2 separate regions of the Zea mays genome follow, and region 1 is linked to region 2. A link is a contact called in public Hi-C data. All regions are on one chromosome and are shown on one strand. Each heading gives the region's core, a stretch centred on a gene start, on an enhancer-like site or on the middle of the called end of the contact. The rest is flanking DNA. Distances are from core to core; before and after follow the strand shown. Region 1 has its middle 17 kb from the start of LOC100283435. Region 2 has its middle 63 kb from the start of LOC100274829.

Region 1 (6,680 bases), core at 4,017-6,516, 64 kb before region 2:
TCCCATTTCTTTCCTCCCAAATACACTTGTAGTGTTTGTTTACAGTAATATCACCCTGCAGAGAAAACGATGTCATAGTATTTAACCTCACACCCATCATATCCAGAACATGTAGCCACAGCCACAGAGTATCCATGGTAGTATAACCGTACCAGGGTTACTTGCCACACTTTAGTTAGCAATGCAAGTGAACCGTCCAAAAACCAAATATTTTTAAAAATTCTCCCGGCTATGCAACCTTTTCCTTTCCTTTTGCAAAAAGAAAAAGAAAGACTTGCGTTTCATCCAGATGACATGTTGCCCTTTCAAACAAGTTAAAGCCTGATGTTAAACAACGCCAACTGGCACGTAGTATGATACAGACATGATACAGTATATGAAAATGCAGACCTTCAATGTGAACCCGGGTCACCATAGTCGACTACCAATAGCTAGCTGTACGTACGTCGGCGTCACGGCAATTTCATTTCCACGGAATTGACGAACCGTTCTTCACACACGTTAATCGGTACACGTACACGCCCTACGGTACGGTTCTGGCGATCAACTGGTACTAAAAAACAATATACTGTCTAGGTGTATTCATATCAATTATAACATACTAATACATATTTAAATACTTAGGCTGTCTCCAGCAACGTCCTCTATATCCATCCTCTATATCCGTACTTTACAGTCTTCTCTAAAAGATTCTATCCCCTATATCTCATTCCTCTCCAACAACGTCCTCTAAATCACGTCCTCTATACTCAAATATATATATTAGAGACATTTTTTATTTTTATTTTTTGTACATACGTATTTGTCATGCTCTCAAATGTATTGTACATATTTTAGTTTTGCTAAACCGGTAATTTAAAGTATTCAAATGGATAGAGGACCGTTTAGAGAAACTCTATATATAGAGAATCCAGCAGTGTCCTCTAAATTTAGAGGATCGTTTAGAGGACGCTGCTGGAGAGCGTAGAGAACCATTTGGTCCTCTATATTTAGGGTACAGAACCCTTTAGGGTGTATTGCTGGAGCTAGCCTCACATTTGATACAATTATTATATATCATCTACCTTAAGATTTTGATAAAAAAAAACTTCTTCCGTTGTACTTGAACTCATTTACACAACACACATGCATTCTACAAATATGTGAAAGATGAAGTTTGTACATATATTCATTTGCACCTAGTTAAATATAAATCGCCTAATGCAAAATTTCCAAAAATACTAAGAAAACTCTGTAACCATATAAGAGCAGAATATCAAGTTGCCATTTTTCCCCCTATAATTAGATATTTGAAGTTTTTTTTAAAAAACTAAAAATAGATATTTTCTATGATCGACTTGCTAACCTATTTTTACTATCTGAGTTTTATGAGGTGTTTGAATGTATTAGAGCTAATAGTTAGCTGCTAAAATCAGTTGGATACATCAAAACAGTTTAGCTATTAGCTATTTTTAGTAAATTAACTAATAATTAGTTAATATATTGTTAGCTAGCTAAGTTTACTAATATTTTTGTAGTCAATTAACTATTAGCTATATTGCATTTAAACACTACCTGTCTGTTGGAGGCATCTATCGTTATTGGTGGCTAGGACAACGGATACTAAATAAATATTAGAGTTGGAAACCTATCTGTGCAGTAGTCCCGCGACGTGGTGTATGTAAGATGCATGTGCATGACATCTAAAACACAATCTCTATTCTCTATGCATGCTCCTACCCCCGTAAATTAAATAGAATACTCCTCCAGGTGCAGCTGTACTGTACTGTGCCGCGAATAATGGTGCTGGTGCATATGTCCATGTTCTGCAGGAACTGATGAAGGAGCTACCGCTACCGCTACCGGGGGCAGAGCCACGTTCTTTGGTTCGGCTGGGGGTGCTGGCTGGAGCTCATCATCAGATTCAGACACAGCACAGGATCGAAGAGACGGTACGGTAAGCCGCCGTATGCCGAAGCTGAGCAGAGCTCTTGTGTTGTGTGGTGGCGAAACGTGGCAGGCACTGTGCCGGCGGAGACGGCACCACCGAGCCGGCAGCCCAGCTCAGAGCAGCGCTTTAGGAACCGTCCCGGGACCCACGGACAGATTAAAGTAAAGGAGGACCGCGAGCGCGAGGTCCTAAAGTGCGGCGGCTCAACCTATACACCTAGCGATTGATGCTGCTGCAGTTGGAGCTAGCAGCCTAAAAGGCTACGGCTCGAAACCCTAGGGCCTAGGCAGACGCCAGGCACGGCGCTCCTCAGCTCCTCCTGCTGCTGCACTCTCGATCGACGTTCTTCTAGATGCGATGCTCTCTCGTGTTCATCTTTTCCCACGGCACGGCACGCAGCAAGGCAGGCTAGCTAGCTAGCGTAGGCGTAGCGATGTTGAAAGTTGAATGCTTCGGTACGGCGGCCTCGGCCAAGATTTTCTCCTCGTGTCGTGCTCGTGCATCTGCATGGCCATGCATGCATGCACGCGAGACGGCGAGAGGGCGGCTTTTATTAAATTTCGGGGTGACCGTGGATGATCCAAAGGCTACCTTATCCGGCCCGGCCGCTTTGTCAACACCGTGATCTACCCGGCTCGGCTGGTTTCATCAACATCAGGGTGAGGGTGACGCACAGGCACAGCACAACAACGGAACTCTTCGCAGGGGTGCACGAAGACGATGATGGTTTCTGCATGCTTCTCGACATGGGGTACGGTGTGGGTGCCGTGCTGGCGGTTCGATCGAGATCGGGGGCCCTGCCAAACCATCGGTCTCCTCATAAAAGGAACAGGCCACCGACGCAAAAAGATAGTGAGGTGAAGACTGTCCCGCTGGCTGCTGCGTTTTATTCGAGCACAACCTGAACAGATGAGCATTGCCCAACATCCGAACGACGTGTTCCGGAAGCCCGAACATTTCAATGTATGGACGCTGTTATCCGAGTTCCTATCTCTTGTACGAAACGCCAGCCACTGCGTCCGATTTCCCGCGCCCTCAGAACGGGGTAGCCGGGGAATCTATTCCTAGACCTCTGAAAAAAGCAGGGCGCGGAGGGAGGGAGGGAGAAGCAACCTCTTTTGGGCCCACCCCACGCAGAAAAAAAAGTCGTGGGCACTGCCGACCGACTGACTGACTGACACCGATTGATTGATGGATGGATGGATGGCTAAAGTGCCAACACACACTCCCACTCCCTAGTGCCAGGACCTGAGACGGGCAGCGACGTGTGGGTGTGGGTGTGTGTGTCGTCTTCTTCCCACGTCCCTCGGCTCGGACCCGACGACGATTCTCCATTGGCCGGGCCGGCGCCGCCGCCGGGGACGGAGCTCTGTTCCGGTTCGCGTTCGGTTCGGCCGTGCTGCGATGCCATCCACCAGTTCTGCGCATGCCCAGGCCCAGCCCTGCCCAGCAGACCGCCCGTGCCCGGAGTAGAAAACTTTGGAAAACGAAACGAGGTGTGCGTGCATCGGTCATCAGTGCATGGCATGGGCAGGAGTGTGAGTGATCCTGTCAGGACAGTGGAAAAGCTGCTGCTGCTTCTGCTGCTGAGACGACGGGTGCGATCGAAAGAAAGCGGCGCGCTGCGCCTGTCTGCCACTGCAGCCGGCCTTCACGGAATCACGGACACGGGGGGAAACGACGGCCTCGCCACCCCGAAGAAGAGAACAGCATCAGGTTGGGAGGGTTCACGGACGGGGAGGGAGGACCAACGGCAGCGCGGAGAACCACCGCCACCGGCAGTCACCAACTAGAAAAAGGAGAGGACAGTCGACGCCGCATACATAGCCCATGGCGTCTATCGGTTCGGAGGTGTGGATACCAATCCTGTATACACACCGGTTGGCGATGCCCCACGTTCGGTGACCCGAGACCATAGCTGGGTGGGGCAGGCTTCCGGTCAGAGCACGCACACAGTACCGTTTGCAACGTCCAGTAGTACCGCTACTACAAACTGTAGGGCGTCGTCAAATCTGGTCCCGCCCCGGGCCCGACGCCAGCCTTATCAGGCTACAGGAACGGACATGCCACGTGGTAATAAAGGCAAAGGAGCGGCTGTTGTGTTGACTCGACCTGTGCTGCTCTGGAAGTCTGGATCCATGCACGACGCGACGGCGTGGCTGGCATGCCATGCAGGACGGCAGCTTTCGATCGCTACCGGACATTTGGTGTTCGCTAGTGCTCTGCCACTGCCCCGCTAGTCTCGCTCACCACCAGTCTTCTGGCCGGTTCTGGCCACGCGCACTAAAAAAAAAAACTCTCCTGCTGCATCGGCGCGGCGGGCTTTACACTGGTCCACCGCCAGCCACGCGCAGCCTCCCTCCCCTTCGCCGCTGCTGAGCCCACAGTTTTAGAAGTGACACGGCGTGCCGCTGCCGGGTCCTTGCTACTGACCACCGGCCCCGTGGTGCGTCGGTCTCGGACCGTGACAGCCGCGACGCCGTGGCCGCGACGCCGGGTGGGGTGGTGGACGAGCGCCGGAGCCCGCGCGCCCGGGAACACGTCGGCAGTTGCGCACAGGCGGACGGGTAGAGGTGAGGCACAGCGCGCGGGGGCGATACTAGGGAGTAGGGAAGAAGGGCGCGCGCCTAGGTGTCACCGGCCGGTTCAGATGCCTGAGCAGACGCGCCGAATGGAAACAGGCAGAGGCATCAGCCGCGGAGTAGACGAATCGGACTCGGTTTTGGCGTCGTCCGGGGAAACAGGCAGAGGCTGTGAGAGCCTAGAGGACGGGACGACACACGCGATTCTCACCCGCTTCCTTGCCTCGTCGTGCGTGCCTTGCTTTGTCGATCTCCGGCCGCAGGCGGCGTACTACGGGTACGGCCACGGCGTGCCGTGCCGAGCCAGCCGAGCTGTTCGTGTCGGCGGCCCACCCAACCCATGCGGTCACACTCACACATACGACGGATGCGCCGTGCGCGCAACAGTCCGTGTGTAAATAACGCACAGTGAAGCCTTTGGACGTATTTTTCACATGCGTGGAAAAGTCAGACATGGCACCATTCTCTGGAGCCGCGCGCCATTCATCTCACTGATCTGGAGTGATCTCAGACGCCGACGAGGCGACGACAAAGGCCAGATTAGCGAAAACGACCATCGCAGTGTGCAGCTTTCGAGTCTTATCCTCCTCCTCGCCGGCCACTGGCCACGCGTGGTTGCTTTCCTGACCTTTGCTGCGCTCCGCGCTTCAGAAACGTGCGTGTCATTGAGTGCATGGTTGGATTTTTGCGCTAGGCGCTGGAGACCGTGCAAAACTCGCCACGTGCCCACGTCCTGTAGCCGTTACTGATAAAAGTGGTACCGGCAACTGTCCGAGCTTTTTGAGCACGAAGGAGATGCCGTGACCCTACTGTGCTCTGTAGGCTTGCTTTTCCGTGCGAGCTAGTTCTACTGCTGTGCCTGCGTGCTCCTACGTTTCCACTGTCGTTTTTCATAGTGTGTGAGTGAGGGCCCGCCGACGTACCAGCAAAATGGATTTGATCGACACAGCTAGTTTAATAATATAATCTTTAGTGAACTTTATAATATTATCATGTCTTATATATACCCAAATAGAAGCCTATACATATAATAACTTTATAATAATACAAGCTACATATTTAATACCTAGTCCACCTCTTCCTCTCACATGGAGTCTTAGAATCTGTGTGCAATCCATTGTCATCAGCATGGACGGAGCCACGTTGGCCGTATTGCTGTCCAAGAACAGCAATGGTTTTAACAAAACTCATGATATTTGTTGGCACCTACTGTAGATGACAACAGTTCATGATGTAGCTGGACCTCAGTCCTCTCGCATCAATTTGCCTTCTTCCTATGGATCAATTTGCCTTCTGCATGCTGGTTACCGCACGACTGTTCTGAATACGGATGGTAGTACTTAATGCATGTTCAAAATGTTATGAACATGGCTGACAATGCATGCGTGGTCTCAGTGATTTTTGACATGGACACATGGTGAGGCAGATATAAATTCTTCTAAATGAACTAAACAACACACGTTGCAAACATTAACCAGTTTGGCCTCTGCTGGTTGAGTTCATCATGGCAGATGCAAATATTTCAGTATCTGAGTATTTAATTCTTTTTCGTGCCCTAGTGGCTTATTTTGTACATGTGTAGACAATTAATAATTTAACTTGACAAATTTTATATGAAGTATGACTATGAATGACTGCATCATATGTTTTGTTGAGCCCGCTATAGTAGTATAATTCCCGATGATGTTATAATTGATAACCTTCAAAAGATGAAGAATCACACTGCATAATGCTTCTGGGGGTAAATATTTGACTTTATTTAAATAATGATATTTTAATTTAATGTTGTATTATATGGGGTTACACATTGACATGAAATTAGAATCTTTTTATTATATTATTTATAGTGTGACATCGTTAGTAAAAAAATTCTAGATCCATCCCTGGTCATCAGGCTACCAGTGAACAACTAACTTTTTCTCTCTTTATTTTTCTTTCTTCCACATCACCACAAATTTGATGTGACTTTCCTAGTTTCCTTACATCCCGACTACACCATCTTATTATACAAGCTCTAAAAGGGAAAGGAAAGGCCGCACCACATAAGATGGTACGGCTCACTAAAACCGAGCAGACAAACACACGAGTACTACTTCCTCCTGGATCTCCGCACAGGCTATCTCCAGCGATCCTAGGCAGTGTTTGGTTTTCCACATATTTTGAGCAGT
Region 2 (7,354 bases), core at 2,111-4,610:
TCGTCCGTTTGCTTGAGGTTAGTGTGTTGCGGGGAGACGGCACTCGTCTTCGTCTCAGACGCGAGGCCGATGCCCGACGCGCTCTCCGTTGGGGCGCCAGCGCCGTCGACTCACTCGACAGCCAACGAGGTGTCGCCTCCTGCTTGGCCTTGGTTGCCCCGCCTCCTCCTCCGTCGGCGGGGGAGGGGACGGGATAAGCCCGAATGTTGTCCTTCCACCACGTGGGGAAGGCGTCGTCGATTTCCTCGCCGGCGGGCGGGTTGTCGACCGCCATTGTCGCTGTCGCGGCGGGGGATGGAGTATCATGTCGTAGCTGCCGTCGAAGGACCTGAACTCAAGACTCCCGAAACGGAGCACCGTCCTGGGCTGGAGTGGTTGCTGGAGACTGCCCATCTGGAGCTTGACGGGAAGCTGTTCGTCAACACGCAGCAGGCCCCTACCCGGCGCGCCAACTGGCAGCGTTTTAGAACCCGGGGGTCCCTAGACCGACGAGTGAATTATCGCCGCGTGCCCCAGCCCAGATGGGTCGGCGCGAGGCGGAACGCGAAGGGGTGAAAAAGCAGCCGGAGGGAGACAGGCGTGGGAGGTGGAACCCGCGGCCTTCGTGTTAGCCCCGCGCCTAGGTCGGGTGCGCTTGCAGTAGGGGGTTACAAGCGTCCACACGGGAGGGAGCGAGCGGCCTTGCGCGAGCGTCGTCCCGTCCTTCCCCGCGCGGCCCACCCTTTGTAAGAGGGCTCTGGACCTCCCTTTTATAGGCGTAAGGAGAGGATCCAGGTGTACAATGGGGGGTGTAGCAGTGTGCTAACGTGTCTAGCGGAGGAGAGCTAGCGCCCTAAGTACATGCCATCGTGGCAGCCGGAGAGGTTTTGGCACCCAGTTCGCGTGGTGTCGTGGCCGTCGGAGGAGCGCTGGAGCCTGGCGGAAGGACAGCTGTCGGGGCTGTCGAGTCCTTGCTGACGTCCTCTTGCTTCCGTAAGGGGGCTGAGAGCCGTCGTCGTCACAGGGCATGCGGGGCGCCATCATTACTCGTATAGTGGAGCGAGCCAGATGGGACGCCGGTCTTGTTCCCCATAGCCTGAGTCAGCTCGGGGTAGGGTAATGATGGCGCTTTCTGTTGACGTGGTCGGTTCGTGCCCTAGGTTGGGCGAGGTGGAGGCTCCTCCGAGGTCGAGGTCGAGTCTGTCTCCCAAGGTCGAGGTCGAGTCCGAGCCCCCGGGTCGGACGAGGCGGAGACCGTCGGCTAAGGCCAGGGCTGAGTCCGAGCCCTGGGGTCGGGCGAGGCGGACTTCGTCGTCCTTCGGGGCTGAGCCCGGGTCCGAGCCCTGGGGTCGGGCGAAGCGGAGTTCATCGTCTTCCGGGGCTGAGCCCGAGTCCGAGCCCTGGGGTCGGGCGAAACAGAGTTCGTCGTCTTCCGGGGCCGAGCCCGAGTCTGAGCCCTGGGGTCGGGCGGAGCGGAGTTTCCCATGGCGCCTAGGGCCGGACTTGGCTGCTGTCAGCCTCACTCTGTCGAGTGGCTCAGCAGTCAGAGCGGCGCAGGCGGCGCTGCCCTCTTGTCAGACCAGTCAGTAGAGCGGCGAAGTGACTGCGGTCACTTCAGCTCTGTCGACTGGAGGCCGGGCGTCAGGATAAAGGTGTCAGGCCACCTTTGCATTAAATGCCCCTGCGATTTGGTCGGTTGGCGTGGCGATTTGGCCAAGGTTGCTTCTTGGTGAAGACTGGGCCTCGGGCGAGCCGAAGGTGTGTCCGTTGCTGGAGGGGGTCCTCGGGCGAGACGTAGATCCTCCGGGGTCGGCTGCCCTTGCCCGAGGCTGGGCTTGGGCGAGGCGTGATCACGTCCCTCGAATGGACCGATCCTTGACTTAATCGCACCCATCAGGCCTTTGCAGCTTTGTGCTGATGGGGGTTACCAGCTGAGATTTAGGAGCCTTGAGGGTACCCCTAATTATGGTCCCCGACACCTTTCATCACCTCATATCTCATACTCCACTATGTACACAACACTCTATAATGTAACACAATGTTTTGCTGGACTATATGTATGATCTACTTCTCACAGCGTAAGACACGGTAATAGGCTAGTAGCTGATAGCAGCGTAGAATGGATCTATGCATCATGGATTCAATATTTCTCCCTCCGTCCCATAATTATAAACCAATCCAAACTTTTGTAAACAGTCAGAGCGATCTTAAATTTAACTAAATTTATATAATAGAATAATAATTTTTATAATTCCAAATAGATGTTATTAATTTTTCACCGGTTGTATTCTTGTAGCATATCTATTTTATGTCATAATTTTATTTTTTTGTTAGACTTAAAAGCTTTAACTCTCTAAAAAATTTAAATATCTTGTAATTTGAAACTGAGAGGATATCGGTTCAACTCGTGCCTAGCATTATCTATCATATAGTGTGACTATCTAACACAACAATCGAAGTTTTGGAGTCAGACACATACATGGCCAAGTGCAAGTGGACCGACCGCATAGGGCTTCTACAATTCTGGGGGCCCTAATTTGGTTGTGTTGGATATTTAGATGTGTCTGAATCGTGAAATATAATCGCGTATAGAAAACAAACACGAACATTGTCGTCGGCGCATCACGTGATACACTACGAGGCATAAGGTACCTATCGTCGATCTAGACAACTCCTGTATTCAGCACGTCTTAGTAGTCACCTCTGTAGTCAGCATGTAGCATCAACATTTAATAACAAACTGACCTGCACGCAAGATTTTGAAGCTTACATGTGAAGGCAGTGACTTGATCATCAGTTAATTCAACAACACCAGGTATATATTAGCCAATCAAACCACTAATACTTTTTTGTGTTGTCACTAGCGATTACAATAATCTAAACCTCATTAACTAAAAAATATATTCATTTTACTAGGTATGTGCTAGTTTAATTAATTAATTTGGCCATGCTTGTTATGCATAAAATAGAGAGAGCAATTTTATCATCACATTTTTAAAGTTAGAAAATGTTATTCTTGTTATAAAAAGTGCAAGGAAAAAAAGGCCTCGGTATGTGTTTCGCTCCGGGGCCCAAAAAACATAGGTACGAGCCAGTTTGAAGTACAATGCTAACCACGTGAGCCATACAAAATGAATGGTCCTTTATTTAGCGTCTCGGGCTTTAGCTTGGAATATGTAATAAGGATTTTAATTCAGGTGTGTTGCTGTAATAAGTTTGGATTTATGCCTATTCTTTCTTGAAAAAGTTTGAAGCTATAATTTTTTTCTATTATCTTGAAAAAGATTGGTCCTCAGAATGTCAAGCGTAGATTGTTAGCACAGCAATGTTTGGCTTGATCTTTGCTATAGGAGAAGGTAAGTTTTTATGGGCCTTGAAGCCGTTAACTTGACGGTTCTGCCCTTCTGAGGCCTTCTTGCAGTTATGGGCCGATATCTTGGGCTGTCGCCTGTCAGGCACTTTGGGAAACAATTCAAGAATCCGGAAGACGTTTTTTTTTTGGAAAGAAAACGTCGGGCGACGCGTCACCAAATTCTCTGGACAGTCTGTTTAGGTTCAAACAGTACTTTCTATAGAATGGCGACAAATATACAAACACACAATAGCTAATTTGATTGAACATGAGAAAACAATGCGCCATCACTACGCAGCTCAAGCAACTGCTAGTTAAAATGACGGGAGAGAGGGTACCTTTGGCCCGTTTTTTTTCACGCACAATGTGTTCTCTTTCAGGCCCAGTTTAGTTGCTAGAAGTTGAGAGAAATTGAAAAGTAATTTAATAAACAAATAAAAAACACTATCTAAATATTTATAGAATCCAAACAGGCTGTTAGTGAGCTTTTAGTTTTCCCTTTATAAACAGAAAACAAACAGAGAGTGTGAGATAATTGATGGCGAGTCAAACAAAAGTTACTTTTATGAACAATATATAGTATTTTTTTTGTTTAAAATGATCTAACAACCATTCAAATTACACCATGAATATCAATTGCTGCATATTAACAAAGATAGGCATGTACCAATCTAGGGAAAATATCATATAAAGTATCGAAATTAAATACTGCAGACGGCATCTAAGCAAAGAAAAGTAACTATTTCTTTCTAAGACAAATGACCATGAAGACAGTATTATATAAGCTACAAAGAAAACACGAACTATTGGTGTACAACTTATAAAATATAAATGTTATAAGTTTGGAACAAACAATTTATATATAGCTAAGAGATAGGGACATTTGTATTTGCGGCAGATTCAGCTGTAAGTCTGTAACCCATCCCATCTTTAGGGTGACGGGAATGGGTGCGAAAATCATTCTTTCATTCCTGTTTCTATATATATGTTTTAGAAATGTGATCGGATGTGAGAAAAAAAGACAGAACTAACAATGTTTTAAGAAATGGAATCAGATTTGAAAAAGCCTAAACTAGAAATAGAATCAGGATATGTGGACATATGGAAATGGGAGATGATCTAATATTCTCAATTATGCATATATAAAGGCACACAATAATATACACATAGATACATGAAGATCGGTTTGATATTTTTTTGCAAGTCATATGTGTTAATAGGTGTGTGCCCGTGCGTTGCAACGGGAAACATATAACTGTGGACGCCCATGGCAGGTAATGGTCGCACGTGGTATAGTGCAGGAGCTGCAACGCGGCGCTCAAGGCCATGAAGGCGCTCGAGGCTGCCCTGCAGGTGGCCTCAGTCGTCGTCGTCGGGTTCCTTGCCGTCGCCAAGGGAACGGTCCTCACGTCGACTGTTCAGAGGGTCACGATCGTGTCGGCGGTCGTGTTGTGCTTCGCTGCCTCCCGCTGGCTTGCCAACTTCATCCAGAACTTCTACTTCCAAGACTACATCCACGTCTACAAGTGACGCGCTCACGAATACATCTGTTTTTTAAGGTTTTTGTTGCTAGAAGATTGTTGTATTTACTGTGAATGCATATTATTAGGAGAATTGGGTGGGTAGAAAGCAATATCTATGCTGCATTAACTTGTATATAATAATGCATATAATCGATGATGAAACGGAATACACGTGACTTCAGTTGTGTTCACTGGAACTGCAAATTAGCTGAGTTGGTTAGATGATCTGAGTAATACTTCGCTGATACGGCGTGGCGGCCCCGCAGCCAATGGTACGGTGTACGACGTGGTAGACGAGCTGCTCTCCCAAGAGCGCAGCAGCCTGCTGCCCCACCTAAATCGATAAATAAGTTACCAATGGTATTATATGTTCCCGTTGCAACACTCCCAGATCCCCAAGGAAGAAAAAGATCCGGTCAAATATGTGTTGATGCTCATCCCCAGCTTACATAAGTTACCAATGGTATTATATGTTTTCGTTGCAACGCACGAGCACACACCTAGTATAATACATATGATATCATGGTTAAGTCTTGTCATAGTGCTTCAATCCTCTATGACCTGACTGGCGTTTTTAGTGTCTTCATCAAACCTGCTTGATGCTCAATAGAGAAGTATAGCTACACGGTATCTTCGGACAAGTTCCTTAGTTTCGTGGTGTCTCAGCGAGGATCGATGCCAACATAGAGAAGGTCTACACTATTAGTGTCTGTTTAGTTTGGCTTTTGGATTCAGTTTTTGCCCCTAAAAGTCAAAAGCCAAACCAAAAGGTTTGATCCAGGAAGTAGCTTTTTCTAAAAGTGTCTTTCTCACAGCATAAAACTAAAAGCACTCCTAGACCTGCTTTTTATTGGTTTTCGTATGGAATTGTGAAAACATATATCGAAGAACTTTTAACGACTTTTAGTGGTTTCCACCAAACGGTTTTTAGTTTTTTAACAACTCACAACCAACAACAACTTTTTTACAACTCACAGCTCATAACTTTTTTTCACAGCCACAGCCCAACCAAACATATCCTTAGTCTCATGTGCTCCATGACTCGCATTCGACAACTCTAATGCCTCGCTATGTGTTTGGCCGCACTGAGCCGCTACGTCTGGAAACTTAATGAGCGAGACCTCCCATTCTTCAAGCTCTATATGTTCCCGTGAACAATCGTGGGCAGGATTCTAGGTGGGAGACGGCCTGTTTGGTTCAGCTTTTTTCTGACCAGCTTTTCTGAGAATCTGGCTGTGTAGAGAATCTGAGTATCATTAGGATTACGTGCGGAGGAAGATAAAGGTGTCCATAAGACTCAGGATGTAGAAAGTTATTGCAACGACTCAACCGATTATGTGTTTATGTTGATTTTGAATGATTTTTACGCAAACAAATTTTATAGAAGCTGACTGAAAAGCTGAGCGTTTGTTAGTCCGCAGCAGCTTTTGGTGATCAAAAGCTCCAAAAAGCTGAAACAAACAGGGGCAATAGCTGTCGCTGGGCCTTCCCGTGAACAATCGTGGGGCAGACATCTTCTAGAGTCCCTAGTGAACTCGAGAGCTATCAACCCCACCGACGCCTATATGTTCAGAGGTCTCAACTTCCATGCAGAGCAGAGCAGCAGTACTAAACAGGCCAGCCTCTAGTACGGAGGCGGACGGCCCGGGAGGCCATGGCTCTCAGGGTGTCTTGTGTTGTGGACACGGCGTCGCGTGGCTGACTCTCCTGCTCAGGCTCCTCAAAGGCATTCACGAACTCCTCTTGTTGCAACCTGTACGCCAACGCCGCAGCATCTTCAGATTGCTCTAATCTTGTCAACAGCAGCTGCGAGGCAGGGACGAAGCCCCTCCTGCTGTTACTGTTTCTTGTGCTGCCATGTGTGCTGACGATGAAGTTCGCACTGGCGCCGAGTTCGATGAAGCTGCTTCTTGTCCTACCCTCGCTGCTGATGAAGCCGCTGCCCACTGCTCCTGCTCCTAGTTCTCATACCGGAGCCACCTTGTGAGAACCTATTAGCTCTCACATCGTCCTTGTCGCATGGTGAAGGTGATGAGCCCGAACCCTTTCTTACCTCAACCTCACTGGGAAATAAGAGCTGAATGGTGTTCCAGAGCACAGTGTTGACGGTGCACGATTTCGAGCTGTTGTTGCAGAGTGCGCCAATCATCTAGACAACAAAGCCTCTAGAGTCTGTTCACCAAACACACATCTTTTTGCCGAGATTGCACAACTTCCAAGAACCGTCTTACCTGATGAACTGCCTGCATTTGGGACACCGTTTCCCACACTTGGCTGTAGCATGTCTTAAGCATCTCATGCAGAAGCTGTTAAACAGAGTAGCAGTAATGTGAGTTTCAGAAATGTTCGATTTAAAATTGTCAATAACATAACTGCCTCAAAGAATGACCAATTCAAAAAAACTTCAGGTAACACCAGTGTAACCATACAAGGTTGTGTCCATAGTAATTTCTTTCCACTCCAACCTAACAATGAGAATAGTGTTCCCTGCCAGAATTTA

What was found. Hi-C and Micro-C count contacts between places; a contact is called where the count stands out from the background.
Region 1: a contact with region 2 is called in a Hi-C map of leaf, with 5 times the contacts expected there. The contact joins two enhancer-like sites. A contact is called at or near these places in 3 of 25 Hi-C or Micro-C datasets (ear, leaf and tassel) and 1 of 3 datasets of contacts at active chromatin or transcription factors (seedling).

What each region holds. Positions count from the first base shown.
Region 1 is chr1:19,440,802-19,447,481 of Zm-B73-REFERENCE-NAM-5.0, reverse strand. No RefSeq gene overlaps it. Among protein-coding and RNA genes, the nearest start is that of LOC100283435, 17 kb to the left of the region's middle. Within about 2 kb of position 5,266, at least 20 of the 20 cell types and tissues checked have an H3K27ac peak or open chromatin away from gene starts, as enhancers often do. A contact at or near this core is called in ear, leaf, seedling and 1 more, where this site is marked.
Region 2 is chr1:19,373,792-19,381,145 of Zm-B73-REFERENCE-NAM-5.0, reverse strand. It overlaps the pseudogene LOC103644463. Among protein-coding and RNA genes, the nearest start is that of LOC100274829, 63 kb to the right of the region's middle. Within about 2 kb of position 3,360, at least 14 of the 20 cell types and tissues checked have an H3K27ac peak or open chromatin away from gene starts, as enhancers often do. A contact at or near this core is called in ear, leaf, seedling and 1 more, where this site is marked.